Linked DNA regions of Mus musculus: all the other regions are linked to region 2. Evidence: chromatin contacts called from public promoter capture Hi-C data. All regions are on one chromosome and are shown on one strand. The core of a region is the stretch at or near the end of the contact, and the rest is flanking DNA. Distances in the headings are between cores, read along the strand shown.

Region 1 (2,896 bases), core at 158-2,657, 210 kb after region 2:
CTCCTTAGACTAGGGAACAAAATACCCATGAAAGGAGTTACAGAGACAAAGTTTGGAGCTAAGATGAAAGGATGGACTATTCAGAGACTACCCCACCTGGGGATCCATCCCATAATCAGCCACCAAACCCAGACACTATTGCATATGCCAGAAAGATTTTGCTGAAGGGACCCTGTTATAGCTGTCTCGTATGAGGCTATGCCAGTGCCTGGCAAATACAGAAGTGGATGCTCACAGTCATCTATAAGATGGAACACAGGGCCCCCAATGGAGAAGCTAGAGAAAACACCCAAGGAGCTGAAGGGGTCTGCAACCCTATAGGTGGAACAACAATATGAACTAACCAGTACCCCCAGAGCTCGTATCTTTAGCTGCATATGTAGCAGAAGATGGCCTAGTCGGCCATCACTGGGAAGAGAGTCCCCTTGGTATTGCAAACTTTATATACCCCAGTATAGGGGAATGCCAGGGCCAAGAAGCAGGAGTTGGTGGGTAGGGGAGCAGGGCGGGGGGAGGGTATAGGGAACTTTTGGGATAGCATTTGAAATGCATATAAAGAAAATATCTAATAAAAAATTAAAAAAAAAGATTTTGCTGATATGACCCTGATATAGCTGTCTCTTGTGAGGCTATGCCAGTGCCTGGCCAATACAGAAGTGGATGCTCACAGTCTATTGGATAGAACACAGGACCCCCAATAAAGGAGCTAGAGAAAGTACCCAAAGGAGCTAAAGGGGTCTGCAACCCTATAGGAGGAACAATATAAACTAACCAGTACTCCTGGGCAGTGCAAGTTCACATTCCTCCGTTCCCTGGCCTTGTTAGGAACTTTGTCCCACATTGAGGGGAAGGGGCAGCCTGTGTGTACCCTAGGAGCTGTTAGTTCTTAACTCAGGATTGGATCCCTGAGCCAGGGTGAGCAGTTACCTGGAGGTGGTCTTGGTCACTGGGGAGTGACATTCCTCAGACTGAGGTCCTGGAAATCTGCTAAAAGGGACTTGACTTTGTTGAGCACCATTCCCTGCTTCAAGCAGCGGGATCCTCCTCCGGTGAATCTGTGTGAGGCTCCAAGGAGCCAGCAAGAAAATCGCAGCTTCCCTGAGGGCAAATTGGAGGCGCGCACCAGCTGTACACTGCTGGCGCTCAAGTGTTAGGATAACGTTGCCACAGAGATCCTTTTCTAGCACCTAAGTCAGCTGCAAGGGGGGGGGGTCTTTCCGCAAAAGTATGCAGTGAGCAGAGGGCAACTTGGATGCACCAGCCCCTTCCTCCTGCATCTGGGAAACCTGTCTCAAATTTTCGTGGACCGGTGCTGGAGGGACTCCCATGGCCAGGCTGGGAGGGGCGGCCGCTTCCCTTCTCTTCCCTCCCACTTCTTCCCCCTCCCTCCCACCTCCTCCCCTCTCGGGCGGGGGTTCCGGAAACCGGCCGGGGCGGGGCAAGGAGGCTAGGGCCGCGCTGGTCGCGGAGGTTGCGGCGGCACCGTGGTCTTGGGCTTGGTCCGTCTGTTCGTCCGTCCGTTGGTCTGTCCCGCCATGGCTGCGCCGGCGCCCTCTCTGTGGACCCTATTGCTGCTGCTGTTGCTGCTGCCGCCGCCTCCGGGTGGTGAGCCTGGGAGGAGGGGGCGGTGTGTGCTCCCTAGGGACCGGGTCGGGTCAGACACTTCCCCTAGCTGTCTCTGGAATGAGCCAGACAGGACCAGCCTTGGAGTGCTTCGACTTGACTCCCTGAAAACCAGGGGGGCGTCTGCGAACCCCACCACTGACTTCATCTTGTCACCTCTTCCCTCCTGAGCTGATACTGACTACCTTTGTTGTGTCCTTCACGGTGTGAAGGCCCTACCTGTTCCAGGGGCTGGAGCAAGACTCCCGCCTGGGGTTAGCTTCAGGCTCAAAGACAGCCTGGCCCTTCCAGCAAAGACTTTCCCTCTCAGCTTGTTTCCTGGCTGGGAGCCCCGCCGCCTGTTGCCTCTACAGCCCTGTGTTCCAGGAGAAGCTGGGCCCTAAGGCTGGCTTGGGGAGGAGACACCTCTTTCCCTTTTCATCATTAGAGGGATGACTCACTTGGGCTTGGGAGGGCAGGCTGGGGGCCTATTCGGGTGTGTATTGGAACAGTCCCCTGCCGGTCATGGGAAACTGATTCTGTTGTGATGGGTGGCTTCCTGGAGGAAAAGGGCTGTTTCCTGAGGGCTGACATGAATTTGGAAATGAGAACAGAGTCAGCCCATCCCCCGAGTGAGGCTCTGGGAGAGCGGGACAACTCAGACTATAGAGAGTTTCGTTCTGTGTCTGGAGGGTCTCAGCCTTGAAGACCCACTGGTGTGGACATCAGTAGATGCCACCTGTCTTTAATCTCAACACTCCAAAGGCAGAGGCAGGAGGATCTCTGTGAATTTGAGGCCAGTCTGGTCTAGGCTGTGAGTTTCCAGGTGAACTAGGGCTATATAGTGAGACCCTACCCTAAAAAGAAAGCAAGAAGTCTCACTGGTGTGGGCTGTTCAGCCTCCGAATCGCAGCCTGGCTCACTTTCATGTGGTGAGTTGGCTAAGCCTGCAGTGGTCAGATAGACCCATTTCATAGCAAGGTTTGGCCCAAAACAACAAAACTGTAGCCCTCTTTACCTCCAAGTTAACTTTTCACAGCCTGTCATAGCACCTCTTCCCCTGGGCCTCATTCTAGTAGCCCCAAGGCACATGCTCTATCTCCTGCCTGATCTGGCTGGGCTCTCTGACCAGGGTTCATGTGCTGGCTCAGGACTGCTTCCAGACGGATACTTAAGGGACTGTCCCATGTGAGCCTTGATGAGGGTCTTTCACGTGGGGTTCTCCTGTGTTTGGGTTTCAGGTTTGCTAGTGTAGCCTAAGGACACGGACATGGTGTGTGGCATCTTCCCAGAG
Region 2 (2,926 bases), core at 140-2,639:
TACGGAGTACTTTCTTTAGTGCCGCTGTACATAGTCCACCTACACGCACAAATGGTGTATCTGTCACGGAACTCTGACTTGAGTCTTAAGACTTAACGACCCCAAACACTACAGCTGATACCCATGGGTCAGATCACAGCAGCCTCGTCCAGTGCAACCCGAGTGAGCCAAACCTCCCCGAAGCAAAGAAACCCAGGAGCGAGAGAATGCGTTGATTGGTTGCTGGTGATGTCATAGCTACCATTTGGGGGCGGGCCAGAGGTCTTGGCCAGGAGTTCTTGGACTGTTTGAAGTAGTAACCACTCAGCCGGGGGAACCGCACCCAGGGCAATGTTCTGGGGTCCTAGGCCTGACTCCTGTCTCGGTGTCAGAATGAATGAGTCCCCTGCACCTTGCGTTGCAGCTCATCACCGATGCCAAGTTTGGAGGCTGATCAATATAGCGCGTCTTTTGGATTATTTCTGCTGGCTAGCGTGGAACCCGCGAGGCCCTCCTACCTCCCGCATACAATGGAGTCCTCCGAGAGGGGCGGGGTCTCCCATTGTGCCAATAGAAACAATGACACTCTAATTGGAATGCGCCGCCTTTCTCTAGGATTCTGTGACGTCTGTTGCGCCACATCTAGCTATTGGTTGGTTGAGATGCGCGCGTGCCAGGAGTTGGACGGAAAGCTAGACTGGACCAGGACTAGGGAGAACTGAGCTTCTGTCGGGTTCTTCAAGGGGTTAAAGGATGCAGTTGTCGCAGGCGAGGGGGCGGAGATCTGAGGAAGCTGGGTCCACAGTTGTACAACCCTGGGTTCCACGTGGCATCTCAGAACACTGGAAAGAACCATAGCCTAGAGAGACGTGGTGTCTCTCCCAAGTCTGGGAGACCGCTAGTGACTCTCGTGGCGGAGAAGAGTTGGCTTCTCTTCCTGTCTCAGAAGGGTCGTTTTCAGATCCTGTTCTGTAGGAGCAAACAAGGAGATTTTTGCGACATGTTTCTCATAAGTTAAACTTGTTAATAAACAGTTAACGCTATTGTTTGAACCAGGCCGGTGTCTGGCCATTATTTTCACAGTCCCAGGATTCTATATGGTAACCCTTCCCAGACCGATGACAGCACATTTTCAAACCAAAATGGGTGTTAGGGCTCGGAACTAGCGCTCTAAAGGGAGACGAGATTCTCGGTCTGAAGAAAGACTAGGAAGCCACGCTGGAATAGCGCACTAGGATGAGAGGGAGGGCGGTGGCAGAGTAGCGGAGAAACTCCCAGCTCCGTTCAGCACCGTGGGCAGCACTTCTGTTCTCAATAAAGATGGCGGTAACGGCTTCAGTCGCCAGAACTGCCATGCGCGACGGGCTGTACCACCAGGTTTGGGGCATCGGGGCGGAGGTGGAGCAAACCATCGGAGCGGCCGGGAGCCATGTTGGAGCGTCGGGAGGCGGCAGCGGCGTCGGGGATGCTGTGGTGGGGGCGGCAAAAGCCGGGGCCGTATGCCAAAGGGGCTCTGGCCGCGGAGTAGATGGTGCCCAGAGAGCAGTGGCGGCGCGGAGCGACGGGCAGAGGGGCGGAGGGCCGGGGCGGCGGCAGGGGCCCAGGAGGGGGCCAGAGCAGCGGGGCGGGCCCAAGGCCCGGACCCGGGCGGGGGGCGGCGGAGGCCGTGACGGGAGGCGGGGGTGATGGCGAGGCGGCCTCTATGGTGGGGTCTCCCGGGACCGTCGACCCCGGTACTACTGCTCCTTCTCCTCTCTTTGTTCCCTTTTAGCCGGGAGGAGCTGGGGGGCGGTGGGGACCAGGACTGGGACCCAGGGGTTGCTACTACTACTGGGCCAAGAGCGCAAATCGGCAGTGGAGCCGTAGCTCTTTGTCCCGAATCTCCCGGCGTCTGGGAAGATGGAGATCCTGGCCTGGGGGTCAGGGAGCCTGTCTTCATGAGGCTCCGAGTAGGTAGGCAAAACGCCCGGAATGGTCGAGGGGCCCCTGAGCAACCAAACGCGGAGGTGGTGGTCCAGGCATTGGGTAGTCGCGAGCAAGAGGCAGGTCAGGGTCCAGGGTATCTGTTATGTTGGCACCCAGAGATCTCCTCTTGTGGGCGGACAGGGCCTTTACGAAGAGGTAGCCTGCCACTCGATGCTCTGTCCCCAGGGGATTCTGATCTGAGGAACAGCTCTCCTCACCCTTCAGAACTTCTGGCTCAGCCTGATGGCTCCAGGCCAGTGGCCTTCCAGCGTAATGCTAGGAGAAGCATCCGCAAAAGAGTGGAAACCTCTCGCTGCTGCGGGAAGCTGTGGGAGCCAGGACACAAGGGTCAGGGTGAGAGATCCGCGACTTCCACAGTGGACAGGGGACCCTTTCGGCGGGACTGCCTCCCCGGCTCTTTAGGATCTGGCCTGGGGGAGGATTCAGCACCACGTGCTGTGAGGACAGCTCCTACGCCGGGTTCAGCACCTCGCGAGTCTCGGACAGCTCCCGGGCGCATGCGCTCCCGCGGTCTCTTCCGCCGCCGTTTCCTCTTTGAGCGCCCTGGGCCGCGCCCTCCCGGGTTTCCGACTGGTCCTGAAGCCAAGCAAATACTCTCAACTAACCAGGCTCGTCCTCGTCGTGCTGCAAACCGCCACCCGCAGTTTCCTCAATACAACTACCAGACACTGGTACCTGAAAATGAGGCAGCGGGCACATCAGTACTGCGCGTGGTGGCACAAGACCCGGACCCAGGCGAGGCCGGGCGCCTCATCTACTCGCTGGCGGCGCTCATGAACAGCCGCTCGCTGGAGCTTTTCAGTATTGATCCTCAGAGTGGCCTCATCCGCACGGCTGCCGCTCTGGATCGTGAGAGTATGGAACGCCACTACCTTCGAGTAACAGCACAGGACCACGGCTCACCGCGCCTCTCAGCTACCACCATGGTGGCGGTGACAGTAGCTGACCGCAACGATCACGC
Region 3 (2,904 bases), core at 229-2,728, 200 kb before region 2:
CTGGGCATGGCAGTGCAAGCCTCCCATCACCACACTAGAGAGGCAGAAGCAGGAAAATCTCTGTGTATTGGAGACCAACCTGGTTTACAAAGTGAGTTCTAACTGCAGTGCCCTTATTGAGGGTGATGCATGTGACATGGTACCTGTGTGGAGGTCAGAGGACAACCTGTGAAGCCGACTGTTATCCACCCATCTTTTTTTTTTTTTTTTTTTAAGACAGGTCTCACTTATATAGCCTTGGCTATTCTGGAACTCACTATGTAGGCCAGGTTGGCTTCTTCTTCTTCTTTTTTTTTTTTTTTTTTTTTTTGTTTTTCGAGACAGGGTTTCTCTGTGTAGCCCTGGCTGTCCTGGAACTCACTCTGTAGACCAGGCTGGCCTCGAACTCAGAAAATCCGCCTGCCTCTGCCTCCCAAGTGCTGGGATTAAAGGCGTGAGCCACCATGCCCGGCCCAGGTTGGCTTCTTACAGACTTTCCTGCCTCTGCCTTCCACGTGCTGGGTGAGATTAAAGGTGTGCGCCACCATGCCCCGCTAAACTTTTAGGTCAGTTCCAGGGATCAAATTTGGGTCATGGCCAGGCTTATGCAGCAAAGTGTCTTTACCCAATGGGTAATCTTGCAGGTGCTATTTTCTTTTTAATTTTATTTCATGGTGTTCTGGTCCTGGATGCATTGCTTTCATGTGTGTCTGCACAGACTTGTATGACTGGTGACCAAGCAGGCCAGAAGAAGGCATCAGACCACCTAGAATTGGAGTTACAGAGGGTTGTGAGCTGCCATGTGGGAACTGGGAACTGAATCTAGAATCAAGAAGGGCTTCCAGGGTTTCCAGGGCTCTTAACAACTGAGTCAACTCTCCTGCCCCTGTTTGCTTTTGAAACAGGGTCTTGTTATGTCATTGTACCTACGCTGAGACTTTGAATGTAAACTGATTCTTCTGCCTCTACTTCATGAGTGCTGGGATATAGGTGTGTGCCACCATCCTAGCTGTAATTTTAACAGTTTTAAACAAAGGCTAACTGATTATATATTATAAATTCTAGACGGTCATGTAATTTTCACTAGCCCTACGACAGTTTACCTGACCAAGCCTAAGAAGTTCCACTGAATGTTTTGCTATCAACTTGCCATATTCTCAAAGTCACTCAATGTCCACAAGGAATGTCTTTCAGGTTAGTTTGCTTAGTGGCCTGTCTGTGACCTATCATATTTGTGCCCAAACCACACTCAGTGTCAACACACACACATACCAAAATCAGGCCATCTGACTTGGAGCTAAGAAAAAACGATGACTGCAAAGGCAGGGAAGGGGAAGCAAGCCAACACTGGCACTTCCCTGGAGTGGGCTGAGCAGTGTGCAGTGGGTAAAGTGCTTGGCAAGCAAGTATGATGACCACAGTCGGGATCCCCAGCACCCTTTAAGTGTGGAATAGGCTTGGCAGCTTGCCTGTATTCCCAGCATGCTCAAGAGGCCCAGACATGTGACCCCTAGAGCACACTGATTAGCAAACTCTGGACTCAAAGACCCTAACTCCATATAAGGTAGAGAGTCACTGGGAAGAATTCTAGGACCTCTAGTCTCCACAGTAATGCTCACACACACACATACAACCCATGTCTGCCTGTACACACTGTAAGCATGCAGGCATACGAACATACCACAAACAAGAAAAAAGGGGGTGGGGTAGGCCTACCCTCAACTTTCATGGTGGCTTGAAGAGCATTTCATAGAATAAAAATGGGGTTAGAGCAGAAATCAGGTACAGTCCATCTTTCTGCCTTTCTCCCCCTTTTCCCTGAGCCCTCAATACCTATAACAAGATGGAGCAGATGCTGGTGGGAACCTGTCCTTCCAACTTGAAGGACACTTCTTGATGACATTTACCCTACATAATATTCTGTACTGCCTATAGGCCGCAATCCAATACAGCATCTCCAGATCTTTATTTCAAAAAACATTGACTTTACACGTGTCAAAATGAGTGTTTCTGATCACCAGTACTTCCCAAAGGTGTCAAACATCTAACAACGTCCTTTATAGTCTGTGTTTGTAAAGGAAACTGAAAAGTTATCTCTCTACCACAGACTTTCAAACATGTTCAGCAATTACCACTTAGTGACACAGAGAGACCTACAGAAGTAGACAGCAGTATAGGAGTCAAGTTTTCCTTTCTGGTTTTAAAGAGTTAGTGACTGTGCCACTCAATTTTATTAATACTTCAAAAGCAAGGTGCTGGACGAAAAGCAGAGACCACAGGGAAATTCAGGATTTAGGTATGTATTGTTAAGATTTCCTCACTGAGACGTAATGACATCTATACAAATACTTTAGTTTGTATTATCAACCAGCAGGTGGTCCCAAACAAGGATAACAGCACAGAAGCCTATAGCCTCACCACTTCATAAGCTGCTCTAGAACAGGAGTTTTCAACCTTGCTAATGCCGCGATCCTTAATACAGTTCCGCATGCTATGATGATCCCTAACCACAAAATTATTTTCATTGCTACTTCATAACTGTAAATTTGCGACAGTTATGAATCATAATGAAAATTATTTTTGGAGATAAAGGTTTGCTAAACCTTTCACAATCCACAGGTTAAGAACTGCTAGAGACATATGCCCTCATAAGCTAAGAATTTTAGAGATAATCAAAATGAAGTCAAACAAAACAGCCAGCTCAGGATGGAAACTATCTTGGTAACTATAGTGGGTTGAATAAGAATGACCCCATAATATCTCAGAGTTGAATACTCGGTCCCCAGGAAGTATCACAATTTGAAAGGATTAGGAGGTGTGGCCTTGTTGGAGAAAGTGTGTCACTGAGGGTGGGCCATGAGTTTTCACATAGCCCATTCCAAGCAGTCTCTCTCTTCCAACGAAGATACAACTCTCAGCTAATTC

What was found. Promoter capture Hi-C pulls out the DNA fragments that hold promoters and counts their contacts. Capture Hi-C pulls out chosen DNA fragments and counts their contacts.
Region 1: a contact with region 2 is called in a promoter capture Hi-C map of liver. The contact joins the promoter of Shisa5 here to the promoter of Celsr3 in region 2. A contact is called at or near these places in 3 of 115 datasets of contacts at active chromatin or transcription factors (bone marrow-derived macrophages, embryonic stem cells and epiblast stem cells) and 2 of 9 other capture datasets (liver and pancreatic islet).
Region 3: a promoter capture Hi-C map of macrophages shows a contact between it and region 2, with 5 read pairs. The contact joins the enhancer-like site here to the promoter of Celsr3 in region 2. A contact is called at or near these places in 4 of 39 promoter capture datasets (the 3T3-L1 cell line, liver, macrophages and 1 more), 2 of 115 datasets of contacts at active chromatin or transcription factors (bone marrow-derived macrophages and embryonic stem cells) and 3 of 9 other capture datasets (adipose tissue, liver and pancreatic islet).

Annotation. Positions count from the first base shown.
Region 1 is chr9:109,037,160-109,040,055 of GRCm38.p6, forward strand. Shisa5 (shisa family member 5) reads left to right here and starts at 1,408. Exons shown (of 6, transcript NM_025858.3): 1 at 1,408-1,605. The coding sequence starts at 1,536.
Region 2 is chr9:108,824,656-108,827,581 of GRCm38.p6, forward strand. It overlaps Celsr3 (cadherin, EGF LAG seven-pass G-type receptor 3), which reads left to right and starts at 1,390. Exons shown (of 36, transcript NM_001359572.1): 1 at 1,390-2,926. The coding sequence starts at 1,665. Gm35025 (a long non-coding RNA gene) reads right to left here and starts at 1,465. Exons shown (of 2, transcript XR_871161.3): 1 at 1-1,465.
Region 3 is chr9:108,625,308-108,628,211 of GRCm38.p6, forward strand. The region is part of intron 3 of Arih2 (ariadne RBR E3 ubiquitin protein ligase 2); the gene reads right to left. Among named protein-coding and RNA genes, the nearest start is that of Arih2, 23 kb to the right of the region's middle. Within about 2 kb of position 1,479, at least 21 of the 459 cell types and tissues checked have an H3K27ac peak or open chromatin away from gene starts, as enhancers often do. A contact at or near this core is called in bone marrow-derived macrophages and macrophages, where this site is marked.